2 separate regions of the Mus musculus genome follow, and region 1 is linked to region 2. A link is a contact called in public HiChIP or PLAC-seq data. All regions are on one chromosome and are shown on one strand. Each heading gives the region's core, a stretch centred on a gene start, on an enhancer-like site or on the middle of the called end of the contact. The rest is flanking DNA. Distances are from core to core; before and after follow the strand shown. Region 1 holds the start of St8sia1 (ST8 alpha-N-acetyl-neuraminide alpha-2,8-sialyltransferase 1). Region 2 overlaps St8sia1 (ST8 alpha-N-acetyl-neuraminide alpha-2,8-sialyltransferase 1).

What was found. HiChIP or PLAC-seq counts read pairs in DNA pulled down with a chosen protein or histone mark.
Region 1: a contact with region 2 is called in an H3K27ac HiChIP or PLAC-seq map of thymic regulatory T cells, with 3 times the contacts expected there. The contact joins the promoter of St8sia1 here to the enhancer-like site in region 2. A contact is called at or near these places in 2 of 39 promoter capture datasets (embryonic stem cells and macrophages), 1 of 15 datasets of contacts at CTCF or cohesin (CD8 T cells), 36 of 484 Hi-C or Micro-C datasets (CD4 T cells, CD4 single positive thymocytes, CD8 T cells and 19 more), 21 of 115 datasets of contacts at active chromatin or transcription factors (CD4 single positive thymocytes, CD8 T cells, DN3 thymocytes and 11 more) and 4 of 9 other capture datasets (adipose tissue, embryonic stem cells, liver and 1 more).

Annotation. Positions count from the first base shown.
Region 1 is chr6:142,961,856-142,967,750 of GRCm38.p6, forward strand. St8sia1 (ST8 alpha-N-acetyl-neuraminide alpha-2,8-sialyltransferase 1) reads right to left here and starts at 2,597. Exons shown (of 5, transcript NM_011374.2): 1 at 1,681-2,597. The coding sequence starts at 1,913.
Region 2 is chr6:142,915,548-142,921,278 of GRCm38.p6, forward strand. The region is part of intron 1 of St8sia1 (ST8 alpha-N-acetyl-neuraminide alpha-2,8-sialyltransferase 1); the gene reads right to left. Among named protein-coding and RNA genes, the nearest start is that of St8sia1, 46 kb to the right of the region's middle. Within about 2 kb of position 2,079, at least 78 of the 459 cell types and tissues checked have an H3K27ac peak or open chromatin away from gene starts, as enhancers often do. A contact at or near this core is called in CD4 single positive thymocytes, CD8 T cells, DN3 thymocytes and 12 more, where this site is marked.

The sequences.
Region 1 (5,895 bases), core at 1,347-3,846, 47 kb after region 2:
TGCAGTTTTGCAGACACCGAGTCCGAGGATGTAAGCTGTACTGAACTAAGTCATTCTCTGAACGCAGAAACCAAGTTAAAGGATGAAGGTCACCCCGGGGTTAAAGGCCACAGGGAACAAATGTATCCCAGAAACCATTTGCCTCTGTTTATCCCACCATGAAACCTTTTGCTCTTGACAGTGTCCTCTCAAAAGCAATCTATTTTTTTTAAACAGGGCTTCAATATATATAACAGGTCCTTTCATCAAGCCAATGGGAGTTCTTTACTCCTTTCCAGCCATTTCTTGAACTGAGAAGCGCCTTCTGTCTGCAAAGAGCCACAGGGTGGTATGCATTCCACCTGCCTTGAAGCCCAACAGTCAGCCCTGCTAAGGTGGAAAAGAATCGTCTTTGTGTACTTTCAAGGACAGTGGAATTACTTTAAAAACTAACAATGGCAGAGTGACGATGGTCTGGTGAGGAAGAAAGAGAAAGACCTCCCCTCTGAATTTGAAAGGAAACATTCCTCTAGATTCTGGAAGAACTGTCTAACCTCTAGCTTTTCCAAAAGTAGGGAAGGAGGGAAATGACTTATTTTTAAAGATTTTTGCTTTAGACCTTAATAGCAGTGGGACAGGTTTCTATTGGCTCTTGCCTGCCTCTCAGCTCCTCCCACAGACCACTACCAGAAAAGACCAGCAAGGCAATAAATTGGCGCCAGAGCTGAAGATGAGAAGGCTCTGCCCCGGGGTCCCGGTGCGGTCCTGGTCCGAGCCGGCCAGTTCCCCCAACATGCAGGTAACATGCAAAGAGCTTGTTGTCTGCGCTGCAGTCTAGCTACCCAACTTCTATTGCAAACCTGTCTTCTGTTCCTCAAATTAGCACCTCCCCCAAGAGGAGAAACTACCAGCTGGAGAACCCTGTGCTGTCCTCTTTCAAACGCGGCCTTGGGTTTTGTTTTCTGAATCCAAGCCCTTCCCTCACGTACACCTCCCACAAACATTCCTGAGACTAAGACAAAAGGGGGGACTGGTGCTTTGGAGTGGTAAAGAGTCCAGCACCTGGGCACCTGGACTTCGTCGTAGATAATGAATGACCTTGGGCTAGTAACTTGTTCTACAGAAGAATTGGTCAGAAGAGAAAATATGTCATCAAAAATGTGTTGAAATTTCAACACAAAAATCGTGCAGGTCCGATCCTTAGTGGGTCATGGTTCCGTGCTCCGGACTCGCAATGGACACACTGCGCAAAGCCACGGCGAAGGCCTGGCTAGTTTTCATGGTTTCGTGACTGGAGGTTTGCCCATCACTCCTGCATGGTTGATTTGTGTTACAAACTGCCCCGGAACGCTTCTTAACCTACTTCTAGCTTACTTCTCTTTAGCACCAAACATCTACGGAGGCTAAAAAATAAATTCTCTGAAAGTAACAGTCTCTAAGTTGTTCTGGGTCTCCCTTCCCACAGAGATGGGTCAATTGCAAATACAACACAGACTAGGGACAGACCAAAAAAATCCTTGATTTTGCAAAGGTACCTTGAAACGTCTCTTGGGATGAGGGATGGGACAGAGACCCTGACTTAAGTCTCTAGGTTGGGCACGGCACAGAGGGCACAGGACAGAGAAGCCTCACAAGCGACCCTGTCTTCTGCACACTAGCAGGAAGGGATGCTGGAGGGGAGCAACGGCCAGCAGTAGGTACCTGAAGAGACTGGCTGACGTCTGGTTCGTCCTCCAAGCCGTCCGCTGTGCCAGCACCCCTTGCACAATCTCCTTCTCGTTGGGCAGCCGGTAGACAGGGAAGATGTAGAGCCAACAGAGGACCACCACACAGAGGGCACTGGCTCCTACGGGTAGCCGGGTACGCGGGAATTTCCGAGCTAGCATGGCCATGGCCCCTCTGGACGTATGTAGGGCCCGCCCGCAGGGGCTCATCGCAGCCTCGATGTCCCAGGGTCAGTGTACCCTCAGCACAACGCTGGACAAAGTGGCAGTGAAGGATGCTCCAGTGGCCGGCCCCCCATGCACACACACCTTTGGCTTTCCAGCTCGCAAACGCACGGCTGGGGAACCCCCACGCCACGGCCCCAGAGGTCAGCTACAAGGATCTTCGCCAATGCAACTTTTACTGGGATGTCTTGCTAAAGGAAGTGGCCTCCGGGCAAATCACAAGCCTTAGTCTCTTTCCCTGCAGGCAGCGGGCGATGAAGGAGTCTAAGAGCAGTGGGGCCGGTGGCTCCCGCCCTTACTGCAGCATCACCGTCGCCCTCGGCTGGGGTCCTGGAAGAGGCGCGGCTGGCTCCCGGACGTCTGATGGGTTGTGTCCCTTCCAGAAAGAGATGCTCCTGCGCCCTGCACCGCCCTTTCCCCGCCTCCTGCGCCGCCGCGGTGCCCGGCACCCCCCAGATGCGCTCTCCGCGCCACACCAAGTCCTTGGAAATTTCCACGATGGCCCGGGACCGCTACCCCACCCCCGGCGCCTCGGCCGCGCCCGCCAGGACCCTCACTCCGCGCCCCTCACGGGCAAACCTAGAACTCTCTCTCATCAGTTCATTCAGCGGTGCGCCGCAGCCTTCTGCTGCGCCCTGGACTCCGCAGACACGCGCCCCGGGATTGGTGGAAATCAAGGTCTCCCCCGCCCTCCCCCACCCGCGAAATTGCCTCCCGTGACCTGCTTGGGGCCGCGACGCTAGCCCAGGGTGCAGGCCCCTCGCCGCTGCCCTTGTTCTCTGCAGAGGGAGGCAGACAATAAGAGCAGCAGCCCCTCTGGTGCGTGCATGCACACGCGCATATGTCTATCCCGGAGTATGCACAGATTGGGGACCCGCACACCTTGTGCCCAGGCTGCTGTCTCCCTCTCCTTTCTGCAATTGATTGGTTATAACTGAGCAGTGAGGAGGCTGGCGAATATTTATTCCTTCCTCGGCTCCCTTAATCAGATCAGCCCGTGCTGAGCTACGATTCCATGCACGCACTTGCGTGCACGCGCGGGCGCGAGCTCACACGCTCAGGCACGCACATACACGTCCGCGCGCGCGAACACACACACACACATACACACACACACACACACACACACACACACACACACACTGCTGCTACTGGGCACAAGGGGAGATGCATGCACACTGGGATCCACCACCTTGCCTCCACCCTTCCGAGAACAGAGGGGCATCCTCATATGCTTGTGGCTGGTGTTCTCCCGCAGACCTTGGAGGAGATAACGCCTCTGTAGACTAAAAAGCTGTTTATTCTTAAAAGGCTGCAAAGGCAAGCTTATCACAACCACGACCTTGGAAACGTGCAACCCGCCTGGACCCGCCTAGAGGAGAGACTCACAGTAAGCCATTTCTGCTCGCCCTAGCAGAAGTCGGAAAAGGCTCGGGTACCTCCTAGCGGCAGTCTCTTCTATTTGCTTAAGCATCCTGTGCAAGGACAAAGAAGAAAGTCTGCAGCCTCCAAAACCAGCTAGCTTAGTCGTCACAGGACTGAAATCTCAGGCCACAGTTCCATTTGTTCAGCCAAGAGCAGCACTCCAGACGGCCCACAGTGACTAGTTTGTGCCCTGCAGTCTTTTTTAGCACCTTCAGTAGGGAGAGGTGAAACTTGAGACTTTGGTGCCAACCAACCTCTACCAGCATTGCAATGCTTTTCTTAGGAAGACTGCTCAATGCTCCCCAGTGGAACCAAATACCGTTAGTTAAAATAAAGACTGCCCTTGCCGCTGATAGAAGCAAATAAAGACTGCTCTTACCGCCGGGCGTGGTGGCGCACGCCTTTAATCCCAGCACTTGGGAGGCAGAGGCAGGCGGATCTCTGAGTTCGAGGCCAGCCTGGTCTACAAAGTGAGTTCCAGGACAGCCAGGGCTACACAGAGAAACCCTGTCTCGAAAAACCAAAAAAAAAAAAAAAAAAAAAAGACTGCTCTTGCCGCTGTTAGAAGCTTGCTGCTCTTTTAGAGGACCTGTATTCAGTTCCTAGCACTCACTGCGGGCAGGCAGCTCACAATTACATATCTGACTGGGGAGGGGGAGGGGAGGTCTTCTGAAGGCACCTGCACATACATATACAAACCTCCACACCATTACAGGCACATAATTTTAAAATATAATAAATGTTAAAATAAAATGAAGATCCCTCTCACCCCAAACTTCCTCTGTTCTAGGAAGGCAAGATGGGGACATTTGCCATCTTTGAGGGCTGTAGACACATCATCAATCACTTTTCCTCCCTATAACTTAAACAAAGCACAAATGATCCCAATTTCTCTTCCTCCAGGTCTCCATATAGCTGAATTTACAGTAAACGAAATAAACCTACAAGCAAAAGATCATACAGGGATCATGAGGACCCATGAAAACCTTTCCCATTTAGTACTGCATTACAATGTAACACACTGTAGTACTGCGCTACAATGTAAACACTCTGGCCCCTTCTTTCCCAACCCCTGGGCAACCTTTATCTGATGTTACCCTCTGGTTCTCAGGAGCATTAACAATGGCTACAATGTTATTTTCCTCACCTTTCCAGGTCTTCATGGTGTCATGTCTGTCAGCATATAGTAGCCACAGTCTTAAATATGTTTTTCCTCCCTTCCTACATACAAATCTACTGACTCATTCAAGGATAAGTGGCCATTAAATTCTCCCTGGATAACATGGTAGTCCCAGACCACCTAAAACACTAGCTTCCGTGCCAGCAAGACATTTCAATGGGTCAAAGCACTTGCCACCCAAGCTTGGAGACTGGAGTTCTGTCCCCAGAACACGTCATAGAAAGAGAGAGTTGAGTGCTGAAATGTGTCCTCTGACCCTCACATCTATGCCATGACAGGCTCACTCATACTCATTACACACACATACAATAATAGCAATGGCAATTAATAACAACAATAATAATAATAAATAACAATAATAAAATGATGATGATGCTGTCTTTGTAGTGTATTGCTCAGGGGTCTGTAGTTCCTGTTCTCATTCCCTTTGACCCACCCCAGATACTTCTGGAAATTTCTGATTGTGGTCAATGTTTAGACTCTCAGATGAGCTTTTCTGTTGTAAGCACTTTCGTACAGAACTCTTCCTCAGCCACTGGGACCTAAGACTGTTCTACGTGAGAACTCCATGGGCCTTGTCTACATGACTGGGAGAAAGCAGGGAAGGTAGCTTTCATTCTTCATGTCGGCTCAACTGCCAATGCAAACCTGTCCACATGCAAACTCAAGAAAGGACTGCTTCTTGGTGCTATAAAATGTCCAGCCTCAAAATTACTTGGACCATTGCTAACTCGGCACCATGTAAAGTGAAGTGTTAACTCCTGTGTCTTAGTGTTTTAAATTAAATATCTTACCTGACATCAGGGCACGTGATTTAAATGGCTTACAGCAAGGGGCTTAGGATTCTGATATAGTCTACATCTGAGTGTTCATACTGAACACATGCATGGTTTGCTTGGGGACTAAATGATCAAGCATGTTAAAATCTACAAATGGTTCTTAGATGGAACCCTGGTCTCCATGTCAGGCTAGTCTTGCTCAAATCCCATCTGTTACTTATTAACTATTAATCTATTAATATTAATCTATTAATCTAAACTCCAAGCTGCTCCAAGCTAGTTGCATTACTATGTGTGTCAGTTACCAGGTGGCAAAACACCCAACTCAGCAACTTAGAAGAAGAGGGACTGGTGTCAGCTGGTGCTCACAGAAGACTCAGTCTACCATGGCTGGCTCTGTTTTCCCAGGCCAGATAAGAAGGCACCTCATGGTGTCTGTTCCTGCAGACTTACTCCCTTTAAGTGTGACCCACTTCCTCTCCCTACCTTTCACTTCCTCCCAGTAATGCTATTATATTATGAATTCATGAATAAAGTAAGCCACTGGTTAGCTTAGAGGCCTTGTGATCTAATTGTCTGGAAA
Region 2 (5,731 bases), core at 829-3,328:
AAATTCCATTTGCATCTACAAAAATGCACCACCTGTGGTTTAAAGACATGCCTGGGCCACAGGAAGAACACACATGCAGACCTCTGCGACCATGTCTAGGCTGTTTCCTCTCTGTTTGCCAATTGCTCAGAGCCATACCAACCCACTTCCCCTTTCTTTACCTAAGGAATCTTTTGCACAAATGGGCCCAGTGCCTGCCAGACAGCACACGCCTTCTGGACAGGGCTTCCACTCGGTTCCCACCATACCATGGAGCTGGGCAGCCTTATGATTCTCTCCCCACAGTCTGTCTCAGCTCACACAACCAACACCATGGCTGGATGGGGCTCTCTCTCAAGTCTTTCCGGCTTTCACCAGACCCTTGCATCCGGACTGAAGCTCTCACCTGGACTCCACTTTAACTCAGTATAAAGAATCACAAAGGAAACCTTGCCAATGTCGAGTGACAGCACTGCCTTCTGCCTGGCACCTGACAGCTTACAAATCACGTTCATGTGTGTTTCCTCTCTGAATTATAAAAAGCAAAAACAAAACCCAAAACAAAAACAACCACACAGGGAAAAAAAAATCCAGGCACATTTTTATGAAGTCACAGACAATGAAACCAGTGTCTAAGCCAATAGTTACACGAGTTTGATAGGCTAATGAATGACTTCTTATTCCTTTAAGGGGAGAAAGCAGAATTAGACGAAAAAAAAAAATAGCAGGATAGCAGGTGTTCCTCGAGGACAAATGTTTCCAGAAACATTGCAAATTTGCAATCTTGTTGCTCTCTTCAGTGCAGGCGCCTCTCCAACATTTTCTCTCTCTCTCCACAAATCCTCCACACCCACCTGTCCTGCTGACCTATGAGGTGCTAAGGGCGCACAAAGAGAAGATGCCCACGCACATGCCTCAGACCGGAGGGGCCTAACCCAGCTCGCCACCTACAGAGACCACGGCAACAACTTCGAAAGCAGCAGTTGAACCAGGGACACTCTGTACTTCCAGCACTGGGTGGCTGAGGCAGGAGAATAAGAAATTTACAGCCACCCTGGGCTACACAAGAATAAAAACAAAGCGGAGCCATTAGGTGCATCGGCTGGAATGTCATCATAGGATGTGTAATGAAGGGTTTGTTTTGTTTTTAATTCTTAGGTAACATTGTGGTAGGCTCTTCAGATGTGAAAGTAGACTCAAAAATTAAGAAAGCAAGATCTGCCTTCAGAAAACATAAGGAAAGGGCAAACAAGCTTAAGCTACAACCACAGATTAACCAACGAAACCACAGCAATCTTCAGGGCTCTGCACAAAAAAAAGGAACAAACAAGAAAATGGAAAAGCAACTTACACAGAGAGACAGACAGACAGACAGAGAAACAGGGAGACAGAGAAACAGGGAGACAGAGAAACAGGGAGACAGAGTCAGAGAGACACAGGGAGCACCAAGAATGTGTCTAGTAAGTTAAGGCAAGTTTTATAAGGAACTCTTCCAGCTCAATAGTCGGAAAACCAATAATGTCATAGCCAGGAACCAAACAGAAACTTGTCCCCAAAAGATGCAGAGATGGAAAACAAGGCCAGGAAGGCTCAAGGGTAAATGTGCTTGCTATGTAGGCCTTATGGCATGGTTTGATACCTGGAACCCAGGGTTGACATGGAGAGGGGAGGGGTGCTGGATATGGCAGCATACATTTGTGGTCTTGATCCTCCCACTATGGAATGGGATGCAAAGACAGAGTCAGGTGATGGAAGAGGATAGGTCAGCTATCCTGAAGCATGCTGGGCAGTCGCAAGGAGGCCTTGCCTCAAGAGCAAGGCTGAAGGAAGAGAAGTAATGGAACCTACTTCAGCCTGCCCCCGACCTGCCCAGGCTCGCCAGGGTTTCCTTCCTCTCACTCTGCCTCACTTTTTTTGGTTTTCCATCTCTCTCACGCATACACAATTACTTTTTTTCAAAATTAAAAGCAGCAGGCAACAGTCACCCAGAAAGAGACTTAGCTTCCTTCACCATCAGGGAAGTGTGTGGTGAAGCCCCGGAGAGTCATAGCCCACACCTGTACTGATAGCCATCTCCAAAGAGCAAACAGCAAGAAACATCTGGGTAAAGAGAAGGAGCCCCACGCACTGCTGATACAAATACAGTGTCATAGGCACTGTGGAAGAGAATACAGAGGCTCCGCAAGAAACCGAAAAATGAAATTCTCACATAACCCAGCTGTCTTCATGCTGGATACGCACGCAAGAGAGATAAAATCACCACCTCATAAAGGAGCCTGTGTTCGCCCTGCGTGACTCACAACGGCGACTGTAGGGCGATCATCTAGATGCCATTAACAGATGGGCGAACAGAAAATGGAATGCAATTCCGCCTTAACAAGAGGGCCCTGCCATTTGTCACTTGCACAGGCCTCCAGGGTATTAGGTTAAGTAAGATAAACCAGGCACAGAGGCACAAGGAGAGTATGATGTCATTTGTATGTGGACTCAAAAACAAAACAAAAAACAAAGGCAGCAGCATAAAAGATGAAACCTCGACTATCCGTCATGAGAGCAGGGGTGGGAAGGAAGTGGAGAGGAGTGGGGATGTGTGGCTCAAGGGTCAGAAGACTGCCAAGGAGCCGGGCGTGGTGACACATGCCTTTAATCCCAGCACTCGGGAGGCAGAGGCAGGCAGATTTCTGAGTTCGAGGCCAGCCTGGTCTACAAAGTGAGTTCCAGGACAACTAGGGCCATACAGAGAAACCCTGTCTCAAAAAAGAAGAAGAAGAAGAAGAAGAAGAAGAAGAAGAAGAAGAAGAAGAAGAAGAAGAAGAAGAGGAGGAGGAGGAGGAGGAGGAGGAGGAGGAGGAGGAGGAGGAGGAGGAGGAGGAGGAGGAGGAGGAGGAGGAGGAGGAGGAGGAGGAGGAGGAGGAGGAGGAGGAGGAGGAGGAGGAGGAAGAAGACTGCCAAGGAAGCCATCAACCAAGTGGGGAGCAGGAAGAAGACTGCCAAGGAAGCCATCAACCAAGTGGGGAGCAGGATGCTCAAGATCAAGAGTTTGGGGGACTAGAGATAACAAAATTAAAATGCCAGACAGACTTATTGTTAGGTATATTTTAGCTGCTCTTATCACAAATGAAAGTAATTATCAGATGACAAACTCTTAATCTGCTTCGCTGCAGTGAACAGTGAACACTTTATCCCCTGTGTATCCCATAAACCTCAAACACAAAATAAATGTATTTTTAAAATGGAGAAGGCCAACCAACAAGCTAAGTTACTACTGCAGAGAGACGTAGCCAGAGACTCAGTGGACATCTGTGTTTGCTTAGAAGGAGTAGAACTTTGAGTTATGTCCAGCGTTCTGGGAGTGACCTCTGCCCTAAGCTCTGGCCTAGGAGAAACTGGCAGGATGAGGGATCATCCAGGACATTTTAGCCAGGAATGCTGCCACAGATTTATGAGGTAAGAGGATGCAATTCTATTTGCCAGAAATCATGGTACCGGTACTAGGACTGCAGCCTCTAAGAACTGTCAAGCTGAACCGAGTACGCCATCTCTGTCCAACCTTCGGCAGCTTTCAAGGGGAGACACAGAACAATCAGCTTTTGGAAATTTTGGCAATTTGTTTCCCTTCCCTTTTCTCATGCTTCTCATACTGATAGTAAATGATACCTAAGTGGTGTGTGTGTGTGTGTGTGTGTGTGTGTGTGTGTGTGTGTGTGTGTGTGTGTGTGAGATAGTAAAAAAGGCAGAAGGAAGACTCAGACAGAGTTTGGCTCAGCCACTGAAGTGCTTGCTTGCTAACTCCAGGACCTAAACACAATCTGCAAAAGATTTATAAAAACCTAGGCATGGTGGTATACACCTGTAGTCCAGCGCTGGGAAGAAAGGGAGGTGGCCCTCTCTTTCCCTGGGGCCACTGGCGAGCCAGCCTAGCCTATATAGTGAGCTCCAGGCCAATGAGAGATCTTATGTCTAAGAACAAGGCAGATGGTACAGAGGAATGACACCCGGAGTTGTCTTATGGCCTGATGGTGTATGTACACACACATAAATACACATAGTACAGAAGAAAAGCCAGTTTATTCAGATTTCCATTTTCAGCATGTTTATGATTAGAATCCCAGTCTCTGACGTGCTCCCATCTAAGATGCTGCAGTCAGACCATAGAGTGAAAACACGCTTAGCCCAAGAAGCACTGAGGAGGAAGAGGTCGCTCAGGTCTCAGGCCTCCTAGTGGGAGCTGGGGCAGGGGGGTCACAGGCCATGAGGCCATCACCTATGACAGAGCTCTTCAGCTGTGGGTCATGGCCCCACATGTGTTCCTGTAACTGAGTATGGGTCTGCAACACGGGTAGAAAGGTTCATAGAACACGCAGCAGGTGAATTCGAAATCAAACGTCCAGTGCATCCCAAAAGTATTTCTGGAAATTGTCGCTTGTGTTACAAGTAACCCAACAATTGTAAACTGGACAGAATCTAGAATTGCCCAAGAGACAAGCCCCCCGAAGTCCTAACTAGATGAGGTCGGCCTCCAGAAATGCTTGTGACGGGTTTGGTTACCTTGGTGTGGTTACTGGGCCGTGTGTGTGTGTGTGTGTGTGTGTGTGTGTGTGTGTGTGTGTGTGTGTGTGTGTGCAGATCCACCCTGCGAGGGAGCAGCACTGTTGGCTGCACATGAGCCTCACAGGCACAAGAGGGAGGTGACTGAGCATCACCAGTCAGCACTCTCTGCTTCCTGACTGTGGAGGCAATGTGGCCAGTTCCCTCCGTTCCTGCTGCCAGGACCTTCCCCACCAGGAAGGGCAGTGTGCCCTCCAAGTGTGAGACAAAAGATCTTTTCCCCTACACCGCTTTTGTCAGGGCCTTTTATCACAAACAGGAGAGGTAATAAGACATGCAGTTTCACTGCTGCCCGGGGTTGTGAACACACAACACACTCATTTGTGCACTTCACATGCCCAGTGACAATGAACACAGCCTGAAACAGCTCAGCACAGCAGACAGTTGTGTGTTATGACCTGCAGTGATTTCACATGAAAGTTATCTGATCTCATAGAAATAACACGGCTGGAGTAAACGCTCTCAGTATCTTCCCACCACCATCACTGAGCATCAAATTAGTTTATCTTCACTCTATATTGGATTAGCACATTCATCCCATTAGTAAGTAATTTTGCTTTCATCTTTGATGAGTGGTAAATTACATGTATATCAAAGAAGTGTTTTAAACAGTTTCTCTATGATTTGTTATTAGTAATTATACCTATCAGTTGTTACTGGTAAATGTTTAATTTGTATACTTCTTTATATACCTATATACCAGGGTCACATAAAAGTTTTTCAGGTTAAATAAAAGGTCACCATGGGTAGAGTTTAAGAACAACTGGTCTACAAGCAGGTAATACCTGTTTGTGCCAGTAAACTAGAGGAGTTGCAGAGGTCTGAGATTTTGAAAACACTCAACAAACAAGGGTGATAAAAAGGCCCACTCCACTATGAGTACCTCGCCTCAGAAAACCTTTCTGAGACTCTTTCAGACGCCAGACTGAACACGTTGGTCCCTGGACCTGAAAAGGGCTGGCCACCTGCCATTCAGATGACTGGCACTCTAAACTCTTTCCAAGTTCTAGCTGTACTGGAACAGGAGTGACTGAGAATTCTATCTTGCTCTCGGTGTTTGACCAGAATCTACCGTTATATTCAGTTTTAGACTCAGCTTTGGGAAAGCTGAATAAACAAGAAAAATGAGCATTTATATCTATGA